Regions from separate parts of the Drosophila melanogaster genome. Here region 1 is linked to region 2. A link is a contact called in public Hi-C data. All regions are on one chromosome and are shown on one strand. Each heading gives the region's core, a stretch centred on a gene start, on an enhancer-like site or on the middle of the called end of the contact. The rest is flanking DNA. Distances are from core to core; before and after follow the strand shown. Region 1 holds the start of Ccdc114 (Coiled-coil domain containing protein 114). Region 2 holds the start of CG14903.

Region 1 (5,706 bases), core at 1,430-3,929, 51 kb before region 2:
ATGTGAGTTGGCCTGTGAAGGTGTAAAAAGGCAAAACTAAATATAAAACTGTTATGCGCAGTGGACGTCAACGGCCGGCGTTTTTTCTACCATTTGCCTTTTGCTGGGGAGAGCCAATTCAGCAGACCTGGGCTTAATTTATGTGGCTTTTCATTTTTACATAACGAACTCCGCCATGCATACGAAATGTGGCCAAGTGGAGCTTAGCGGTCGGCTGGACCTGAACTGCCGCCAGGGATTTTAGGCAGCATCATCGATTTTCCGCAGTCCAACAACAAGTGAGATGGCTAAAGGTCAAGGACGATGCTGCCGGAACGAAGGCTACGCTACCTGTGCCCAAATGCGGGTGCGTCCCTCTTGCGCAGGCTCCTTTTTCCCGCCCGATCTGCCCCGCCTCCTCGCACACTCCACCAAGGCTTTTCCTTTCAAGGCCAACGAATTGGGGCGGCGTCTTGTGGGTGGTGGCACAATTACAGCCGAACTTTGATAAGTTGCCACTATTAGGTGGCAAGGTAAATTTATTGACTTCGCCAAAGCCAAGTCAGGCATAATAAAAAATTGATTTTATCATTGCAATAAGGTATCCGACCATGAGAAGAAATTAAGGCATCACAGAAATATATGAAACATATTCAAAAGGCTGAAAAAATTATTTAAACGCATAAATGTCTGCTAAAAATAGTTTGTTTTTTGCTCACACAAAAGTTATTTTAATTTTGGCAGTTTCCCTGGCTACAGAAAAAATGCGACTGATTACTGTATAAAATGTAGGCAGTTAAGAAATACTTTTCCAACGAAATGATATATTAGACTAATAAAAGCCCCTGAATGTGTTCAAATTTTACATGTTGCGCGTACGGATACCTAAACAAACATACTTTTGACAAATATTCGAAGTGTAACTCTTCGCATTAATTTAATCGGTTGCAAAGATAGAAAAGGATTACTAATGTTCATGGCAGGCAATCCCTACTGTACCCAAGGGTGAGCGGGGGGAGGGGGGGCGACGTTTGGTGGGTGGTGCTGGGGGCTTAATTGACTACGGACAAGTGTTTCGGTTATTTGCACCAACTGTTTCTGCTGCTACTGCTTTTCTTCGTGCTCTTACTCTACCACCTCCTTTCACCTCCTCATCCTCCACGTTCTCGTTATTCGCTTCTTCTTCTTCTTCTGACTCACCTGAGAGAGTTCCGAATCATCGCGCAATTTGTCCGCCAAATCGGCGGCGGCGGCTGCGTTCGCGGCGCAGAGCAGCGCCAAAAGCAGCGCTGCAGCGTTCAGCATTTTAGCGGACGAGCAGCAGCAGCAACAACAACCACAACAGCACTTGTTTATGCGCTGGCAGTGTACGTCGTTTGTGAGTGTGGCTGTGTGTGCTGTTTTGCGGGGGGCGTGTGCTGGTGTGAGTGCTGCTCTACGATTAAGATCTGCAATTCAAAGGCAAACAACAGTTAGCCGACGACAAACAGCATTTCCTCGGAAAAGAAAATATTATTTCACAGATATATGCTTGGCATGCTTTTTGTCCTCCTTGGTATTTTCTTTGTTTTTGCAAGGTTATCGCTGCTTCCTGTTCGCTTTTGCCCAGAGTTCCGTTATGTCACATAGAACAACAAGCGAAAAACGGACCACCGAGGAATCGGCAAGCACAACACAAACGCAATTTAACTAGAAACAAAGCTGCGCTTATTGTGTATTATTTTTTCTTCATTCCGTCGCTGTGTGTTTAATTATTATGCGCCTTTGCATTTCGCTGCTGCGGCACTTTTTTCTGTTTTCGATTTTATAGTTTTCTCTCTGGTCTTTATTCTGCGTAATTCTCGGAAACTCGGGCTGCAGGAATTAACATTAACGGCCGCCGCAGAAATTATGCAATGTCCACGGACCAAACTTGGAAAACACACAAATTCTTTAAGTAGCACACACAAACGAACGCAGCGCGGTGGTAAATCAATAGCAAGGGCAGCGAAATGGGCCGTGCAGCTATTTTAGAGTTATGCCCTATGCACAGTATAGATTTTCCACAGAGTTTCAATATAAGGGGAGCAAGTACCAGTCGGAGGAATCGCAACGTGCGCCACGCTCGAACGTTTTTTTCGAATTAAAACGAAAAGCGGAGAACAGGTTTAAGCCGAGCGTGTGGTGACGATAACGAGTGTTATCGATAGCTGTCGATGTTTCAAATCGCAACACTGTGCACTGTTAATAAATCGCTTAACATTTATATTTATTTGTGCATGTCTTTGGCGGTGACTCTTATTTATGTGCTTTTTATGCTTTTCCGAATCTTGTTAGAGGTAAAATATTAGTACAAATCGAGCGCTGCGTTGCTCTTCTGTGTCAGATTTATAATAATGTCTGTTTATCCAATCTTATTATTATTACAAGAAGACTGCTTTAAATTTTCTCATTTTTCGTTTAAAAGCATAAATAATCATTTTAACCGTTTCGCAAAATGTGGCAACGACAGAATGCGGTGGATAACTCCGCTAAGCAGAGTCTCTACTGTTTGAAAGATTTTATTCCAAATTGAACCGGTTATAATTTTCAAGCACTTATTTTTTTACTTTTCTAAGGAGATAACATTGAATTTTAACAAGCAGTGTACCTATTTGGTTCTTCTTACTTTAAGTAAATGGTAAAAGTCTTCGATAAACCACGCCGTTACTAAGCAACTTGCCACCAGCAACGCTTGTTTGCTATTGAAATCAAATTAATATCATTATCAGTTTTGACAATACCATTGCAAAGACCGAATTCAGAAAGCCAATAACGATGACTGACCAAAGCGAGCTGGATCAGTTGGCAACTGCCGAGCTGCAGAGGCTGCAACGCCAGCATCGGGGTCTCCAGCTGGACCTTCGGGGTCTCCTCGAGGAGAAGGCCAAGCGCCTGAAGAAGCAGAATCACATGATCAACGTACTGCAAGTGGAGCACCAGAAGCTGAAGGAGGAGATCAAGACTCTAGAAGGTGGTACTCATGCGCGAAAGAACACCAATGTAGATATCCACTTAATGGACTAGTCAGCCACATATAAAAGGTTTACATCGGTTTCAGAGAGAGAAGCACCTGGGCACTTTGCAGGAACAGCAGGCGGATTTGCAGAGGGTGCTCCAGAATGAGCGAACCAATCTCTGGGAACTGGAGGGCCACATCCGGAAAATGGAAAAGGAGATTGATGCCCTGCGGCGCAACGAAGTGCCCGACAACTGCTACAAGGACACCATCTGCAAGGTGCAGAAGAGCGTGGTCAAGTTGGAGAACCGCCTGGATGTCGTCAACAAAAAATGCAGCGATGTGCTCACTGAAAACAGCAAGATGAGGGACGCCATAAACCACATGTTGCAGGATCGGTGAGCATTTCTCGCTAGATATATACAATCTATAAAATACACACTAGGTTTATGAAAAGTCAACTAGGTGCTCTCCATATTATTAGGTTTTTATACCGAATTGAGCTAATGCGTTTCGACTCCACTCCAGGGCAAACTTCAATGACATGTGGCAGTCGATGGTAACCCAGTTTAACGAGGGCAAGAAGTTCATCATGGATCTCATAGACCAGTCGACACTGGCTTTCGACCAGAGAGAAGAGCTGTGCAACAAGCTGACCGTCCTAAAGGATCGCAACGAGAACGACAAGGTAATGCACATCCAGGAGATGCGCGAGATGCAGCGCCGCCTGGAGCACGACGCCAAGTTGCAGAAGTTCTTCGACATCAAGGGACAAAAGCGCCTCAATCCGGAGCTGGAGCAGCGCGAGCTGGACAAGAAGCAGAGTCAGAAGGAGACCTACGAGAGGCAGCTTCTGGAGTACAAGGAGATCATCGAGAAGATCAAGTTGCTCTACGGCGAGGAGGACGCGGACCGACTGGTGGCCCAGTTCAAGCGTCAGGAGGACGAGAACTTTGCCCTTTTCAACTATGTAAACGAACTGAGTCACGAGGTTGAAGTACTCAACGATTCCACTCAGGAGCTCCAAGATGAAATAGGTGTGTTGTTGGATTCTGAATTAGGCTATAGACTAGTCTTTATACTAAAATTTGTACATAATAATCCAAACAGAGCGCCAGAAATCGGAGCAGACCGAGAAGGAGTTGAAGCTTAAGACCGAGGCACTTGACTATCTAAATGCCGAGAAGGAGCGGATCGAGCAGCTGGCGGAGGAGACCAGAGAAAGGAAGCGAACCCTGAGCATCAGATTAGAACAGCTTCTCAAGGGCATCGAGGATATATTCAGGTGCAATCTGCGAGTATATATCCTTACTATTGACTGTCTACCAAATTCCATTTTAATTTTAGACAATTGGCCTGTGACGATGCTCCTATCCTTAATGTGCTCAGTACCAAAACCTTTTTGACAGTTCACAATGTGAAGCTTTTCATTGGCGTCATTGAACGCCGGGTCAACCTGATCATCAGCGCCATCAATATCGAGGATAACTCCAACAAAATACTGGCCCGAAAGGATCGTGTTCCCAAATTCAACATACGGGAATCGGCGAAAACTAAAAACTAAGAATTAGTAGGCATTCATTTTTCTCCAAAATATTAAATGATAACCAAAGTATCTACACATACCGATAAAACTTATATCCTAATCTTATAAATATATGAAATACATGCTGCCGAAGTTTACAACAAGCTAGTTAAATGGAAATCCGATTGGACGATTCAAATTCGATCTTATTTGTTTAATTTAAACTGTCCGTTTATTGCTTAAACCTATAAACTACAGTCTATTCAATGAACACCCAAGGTTTTTAATAGTTCGAGTTCTGATTGAGGCCATTAGATTAAATAAATAACCTGACAAGCGTCCACAATAAGAAGCCAGCTATGACACAGAGTAGGGTCACAAAGCTGTAGTGCAGGATCTTCAATCTAATAATGTATATGAGATCATTTTATGCAAATATAGAACATCTTTCCACAAGAACATACCGATAAAAGAGTCGCCGACCCTGTTCAAGAGATTCCTGCGTTGGAGGTTCCTTGGTCAGGTAAAGTCGCATGCCGAAGAGGGCCTTCCGGAAGTACTCTTTCCAGTCCAAAGTCTCCATATCGAAGTTGTACAATCGCCGATCCTCCGGAGACATCATCACTCTCAGCCGATCCGTGCTTTTCGTCTCAAAGTGCCAACTGTTGTTCATAAAGTGCTCTAGTACCGCAATGTTGGCATGTATACTTCTGTACAGCTTCACCAGACGAGGCTTTCTTCCCGAGAGTCTCAGGGCTAGATCATAGAAATAGCCTGGTAAAGTGTGATAGAAGAAGGCGGCTAAGGGGAAAATTCGTGGATTTGAGATGTTGTGCACGAACGGGTACCATATCATCTTGGTAAGTGGAAAATCATTCCGGTGGATCAGTGAGTGCTTTATGAAGTCCGTGTTGAGTAGTAGATTCTTTTCACTGGGAGCTAAGGTGTAGATGGCGGGCTGGGATATAGCATTTCGTTGGGATTTGTCTTTGGATGTTTGCCATATGCTGGCCAGAGCCGCATTTGCACAGTAGTCCACGGGCACCAAGCTGGCATAGCCATCTTTATCGTAGGTGGTCAGGCGGAGGACTCCATGGCTCACGCCATAAATGTGAGCAATGGGTCCGTAGAGATTATCGATCCAACCGGAAACAGGCTCCTCATGGGTCGCAATTACTGTGAGAAAGCCATGTTTATCAGTTTATCCTCTCCTTTTAACCACATT
Region 2 (5,575 bases), core at 858-3,357:
GTTTAGAGTTCATTTCTGTAGGGGGTGAAGTGCCAATTGGCATAACAAGTGGACTTGGTCAGACACAACCCTCGCGTTTATTTATGGCCGTATTAAAACATGCCAAAACGTAACGGCTGGCCACAATTAATGGAATGGGAACTGGTACCCTTACTGCTTTCGGTTTCGGTTCGGCTTTGGACAACGCCGTGGAAGGTGGTCAGCCAAGTTGGTCAAGGCGATGTTGCGGTAATTGCCTGGCTCGTTCGGTATTGGCAGGCAGAAAATGTTAATATCGCATCACTAGATGGCATAAATTACGCCCCCAGAGCAACCATAACGTGTTTTATGGGGAATCTCCGCCCGAGGCGATACCCACTAATGGTCTTTTCAGCACGGGGAGGGATGCATGCATAAATCTGGGGGTCCGGGGAGCACTGCCTAATCCTCAATCTCGACGCTTCATCCCATTATGGCTCTTCCAGGTCAGCGTGGACGAGTGGTGCAACATGTGGGACGCCTATGCCAAGGATCCCAGCAGCGTGATGGACTGGCAGAATGCCTACATGAACTTCATGTTCGACCTGGAGGATGCCTCGCACGATGGAGGCATCGATGTGACCGAATTCACGCTGGTCTGCTCCAGCTATGGCCTGGAGAAGACCGAGTGTGAGGAAGCCTTTGCGAAGATGTCTCAGGGGCAGAGCGAGGTCACCCGGGAGCAGTTCGCCGCCTTGTGGAAGGAGTACTTCGCCGCCGAGGATGTGAATGCGCCTGGCAACTACATTTTTGGAAAGACCAGTTTCTAAGACCCAGCCAAATAAGAACAGCTCCGATACTGGACATACTGAACAAATGCAACAAGTGAAATTATTATTAAAATTAATATTATATATCTATTGTCGACAGGGGAGGCAGATCTCAACCCTCCCGACTTGATGATCCGTCGTTGTTAGTTGAGTGTTGTTTTCTCTCCAAGAATCTCAAATTTTGCCCAATTCAATGTTCTAATTTAGTAGCGTAATCTGTCTGCAAACTATTTATATTTTATATACCAAGGCTTCGAGTAATGTGCAAGCTGTAGTATCTCTACACAAACACATATATGCAAAAGTGTACCTTTACGAACTACGACTATATCTAGCGATGATATCAATTACGAGGTAGGATCTCCCACAGATCCGTATCAATGTGGTGCGTAAATTAAATCAATTAAACTGTCAAATTGTTATGTGTGTGTAGTCGTCGTTTATCGTCTCGCATCTATGGCGTATAAATTTAAATGTAAATGTAAAGTGTTCCAAGAAATTACAATAATAAAATCAAAGTATCTATACAAAACATTTTCGACTTCAAATATCTTTTTTTTAGTGGGTGTGGCGGGTGTGTAAATTCGCCTCGAAGCTCAACATACTTACACATACCATACATTCGCATCAGGTGCGATACAATCAACGTATGTATGCCAGACAATTTATGAAAATTATGGATTAGTGCTTTTAGCTGAACAGCGCCATGGAGAGATACTTTAATACTCTACCGATAACACCGTATGCCAAAATGAGTAAATTAGTTGTGGAAATAGGTCATTGCGTAGTGGAATGCTTTTAAGGAAGCATTACCTAACAATAACCTCAAAAAATCATAGTCTTGGAAAAATCTGGTTGAAGTGCCATTTACTATGCATTAATTTCCTTTTATATTTATTCGTAGTATATTTTAAAGCACGGTAGCTCCCGGAAAATAAACCAGTATCCCATAATAAACAAAAGGCCGTGTTTTATACATTATACATCTATGTCAGTTTTAACTGTTTTGGTTTCGCGCGCGGAAGTGGCGCCACCTGGTGCAGAAGCTGCGAATGTACTCGTATTTTTACATTTTACGTAAGGGGTGTTCACACTGATGACCATTTTCCAAGCTACTATTCAAATTACTCGACCAGTTGCTTATATATTTACGGCATTTTGTCAAGGTTATATCTATTTTTAGCGTGAGCATTAAAATATCTAAATATTTGAGTGTTGATATACATTGGTAAGATACGTACCCATAAAAATATTTGTAGAAAAATATCGATGTATTGATATTTTTACATTTTTATCACATCCCTAACTCAAAAAAAGTAAACACATTTCGGAATTCATATATTTCACAGAACATGAGTAATATTGTACAGTATATTGTAGTTCGCAGCGACTTGCGTTCCGCCCTTAGTTGGCCCTTGGGGGCGGTGATCGCTCAGAGTTGCCATGCCACAGCCGCCGTCATTCACTTGAATTCCGAGGACGCCGACACTGTGGCCTACTTGAACGATCTGGATAATATGCACAAAGTGGTGCTGGAGGTAATGAAATGGGTTTATATTTTAAATAATGTATATCATAGGACTTCTACAACACTTTACTTTCTTTTCAAAATCTTAATATTTGTGTATTTTCAATCAAAGAGATGGAATTAAAGTATTACACTTTTTCAGGCCAAAGATGAGAGTGCTCTGGTCAAGCTCAGTGAAAAGTTAAAGGAGAACGAGATTAAACACAAGTTGTGGATCGAACAGCCCGAAAATATCCCAACCTGCATCGCCTTGAAACCTTATGTTAAGGACACGGTTCATAAATATGTCAAGCACCTTAAGCTTTTAAAAGAGTAATTCATTATTGTTGTATATGCTTATTGACACTAAAAATTTAAGAAAAAGAAAAGCGTTGTTTTTGCTTTGTATTCTGTCAAAAACATGACCGGAGCACTTTATTACATAAGCTCAACGGGTCCAATATAAAGTTAGGCCAATACAAATTTACATTTTACAAAGAAAGCAGGATAGATATAAAAACATTGTTGTTGAGCCGCAGCTGAACCTAAAAGTCTACTTGAAGCTTAGGATTCCCTTCTAGGATCTTGGTTAATTGTCGTGTGATAAGAGGACAGAAATCAACCTTCAACCGGCGCAGTCCGCTAAGCGATTTGGTCAACTTCGCAACGACCTCATTGGACAGATTGGGCGAGCCACTCAGGTCCAGAAACTCCAAGGTAGACAGTTTTTGCAATCCCATTAGGTGTAGCGTTGTAAAGTTCTGATTATGTAATATCAGGGTCCGCAGTTCTTTAAGCTGGGAGAAAATACTCAGATCGAAGGAAGTATCCGACATAGGTCCAAAAGAATCCAGAATCTCTAGATGGCGCAGCGAATACGATTCCGCGATCGACGTAAGCAGCACGTTATTCACATGGTAGTCAAGCTGGGCGGAAGAGTGAATAACCAAGGTGTGGAGACGAGACAGACCGCCCAGCTGTATCACATTCATGAAGTCGGTAAGCTCGAGAACCTCGAGCATGGGGCAGTAATGTGCGAGCCGTCCGTACAGCTCATTATCTTTCGCAAACTTGACAATGCCAGGGCAGCGCAGTTCGCGGAGATGCGACAGGGCCGCAAGTTGGATTAGACACTTGGGCGACAGATCTACGCATCCTGAAACATTTAAAATCTCCAAGGAAATTGGCAGAGATTTTAAACTGTCGCCTTTAATACTAAAGTTTTCTCTGATGTCCAGACTCTTTAGTTTCGATAGCATCTGCAAGCAGTAAATGTGAGCATCTTTCAGGTTACAACGCCTCAAGGATATGTTGGTAATATTAATCAACCCATTGGCACCATCGAACAGGTGAGTCATGTGGGCTAGGCTGACAGAAATTTTGAAGAAGCTTAGCTCTGTTAGATTGGGACAGCTTACACCCAACAGCTGCACAAACTCGGTCAAATACGGCCAATTCGGATGAAGCGGGCCACCTGTTACACAATGAATGTGTTTTCCTGATAGCAGCATCAATCTTTTAATGACCCGGTGGGTCAGTGTGCAAACGTCCTTCATATTAAGAACATGATTGATCCGATGCGAATCCAATTCGTAGATCGCCTGGAATCTTTCACAACTGGCGGCAAAGTTGAGACGTTCATTTAGTGATAGATAATCGAGCACTTTCCACCAAATGTCATCGGTAATGGGTAGATCGTAGGCAGAAAGAGTTCCTGATTCCTCCACCGGCGTTGGGTGCCAGGAGGTGCTGGCCTGTAAATAAAGATCATGTCCATCGATAGTGTGCTTAGTACAATACAAAGCCTTTGCCGCATGGGTAGCCTCATAAAAAAGAACCGATCCCGATCTTTTTTTCTTTTTCCAATGGAGTTTCTCTACTTTTCCGAAAATCGAGAAGTACTTCAGGAGCTGGTACTTCAAAAACCGCCTACTCCCGGAGATCGTCAGCTGTCGCACAACCTCGCGATCTTCGGTGTACGCCACACCACGCTCAATGTAAAAATTTTTAATATCTGGCCTCATGCGGAACATTGCTTTTGATTTGGGCTTACTTTGATTTCAAAAAGATGTGAAACTCACCGATTACTGTGAGATATCATGTTTTTTAAAGCCGTGCTTATAAGACCCATTCCAAAAAAAAATATCATTTCATTTTATCGGTTTTTATTTTTTAATTTTCGTTTTAAATAGTGTTTTTTGTTGTTGTAAAAATAGCTGGTTTTATTTCTTGCTTAAAGTATTCGATACAGCTGTAGTGGATACAATTTATATAGTAGTAGGTAAGGTAAAACTATAATTAAAGGTTGCGACGTCGAGGGGCCGGAAACGCCGAACTGGAGGCAACCTGGAGCAATTTGGCACAGATGCAGATACAGATTATACAGTGCTTATGATAGGATGTTTTTATGCAATGGATGTAGCAGCTATAGCTCGGTTCGATGTCTACATTTAACAATAACAAGTTACTAAAATTATAACCAAAGCGCTTAGATGGATGTGGATATTGCCGGGCCACTCCTTTGCTGCAGCCGCCGAGGGGTGGTCGCTGGCAATTAGTTTTTTGAGCGCGGATGCTGCAGCGCATTTAGCTCGTCCTTGAGCCAGGCCTGCCAGTTTTCCTGCTAGGGGCGAGACAGAAGTTCAGCCAGAAACGGCCGCAGTTGGATGAGCGAATTTCAGCGAGAGTGATAGAGATGGTTGTAATGGTAGAGAGAGCCAGGACCCGTCACCAAACTAAGCCAGCGTGTGTGTTAGCCAAACCAAAGGATAATTGTGTGCGTGCGCGTGTGCGTAAGGCAGAGGGAGTGAGTGAGGAATAGGGTTAAGGACAGAGATAGAGTATGCTAATAGCATCTACTTTGCAGAACCGTTAGACGCAGCAGCCACTTGGCATTTGTTAGCGCTAATTGCAAATGTCAACAGAGCGAAACAGAGCCAGGACTCGTAGCGGAAATCGGAAATGCTTAACTAGTCGTCTGTGTCGGTGTGCGTGAGCCTGTCTCTGTACCAGTGCAAGTGCCTGTGTGTTGGTGGTGTCTCTGCTGTTGATGGTGCATGGTGGTAGGTAGGAAGGACGTTGGTTCTTAGGGTCTGTTCGCCTTTATGCGCCTGTGTTTGCCATTTACTGGGCTGGCTGACTGCTTCCTTTTTTCACTCATTGTTATGCAAATTATCCTGATATTCATCATATTCGTTTTCATTATCCTCCGCCTGTTCGTCGTCCTCCTCCTCCTCCTGCTCGTAATCGCTGGTGTTGCTTTCCGGCTGCGTTACATCGG

Evidence for each region. A called contact is a pair of places that touch in the nucleus more often than the background predicts.
Region 1: a contact with region 2 is called in a Hi-C map of the Kc167 cell line, with 2.2 times the contacts expected there. The contact joins the promoter of Ccdc114 here to the promoter of CG14903 in region 2. A contact is called at or near these places in 63 of 107 Hi-C or Micro-C datasets (the Clone 8 cell line, the D17-c3 cell line, the Kc167 cell line and 21 more) and 4 of 6 datasets of contacts at active chromatin or transcription factors (the Kc167 cell line and the S2 cell line).

What each region holds. Positions count from the first base shown.
Region 1 is chr3R:16,621,690-16,627,395 of dm6, reverse strand. It overlaps Ccdc114 (Coiled-coil domain containing protein 114), which reads left to right and starts at 2,679. Exons shown (of 5, transcript NM_142312.2): 1 at 2,679-3,000; 2 at 3,059-3,354; 3 at 3,485-3,993; 4 at 4,067-4,241; 5 at 4,304-4,661. The coding sequence starts at 2,776. The coding sequence ends at 4,520. Fas1 (Fasciclin 1) reads right to left here and starts at 2,158. Exons shown (of 14, transcript NM_001275716.1): 1 at 2,054-2,158; 2 at 1,180-1,427. The coding sequence starts at 1,284. CG14893 reads right to left here. Exons shown (of 5, transcript NM_142311.4): 4 at 4,946-5,657; 5 at 4,694-4,885. The coding sequence ends at 4,798.
Region 2 is chr3R:16,570,284-16,575,858 of dm6, reverse strand. It overlaps CG14903, which reads left to right and starts at 2,107. Exons shown (of 2, transcript NM_142304.2): 1 at 2,107-2,326; 2 at 2,459-2,680. The coding sequence starts at 2,141. The coding sequence ends at 2,632. It overlaps CG14891, which reads right to left and starts at 4,344. Exons shown (of 1, transcript NM_142303.4): 1 at 2,701-4,344. The coding sequence starts at 4,328. The coding sequence ends at 2,841. Scp2 (Sarcoplasmic calcium-binding protein 2) reads left to right here. Exons shown (of 5, transcript NM_079657.4): 5 at 465-1,316. The coding sequence ends at 788. CG42342 reads right to left here. Exons shown (of 17, transcript NM_001275712.1): 17 at 4,496-5,575. The coding sequence ends at 5,448.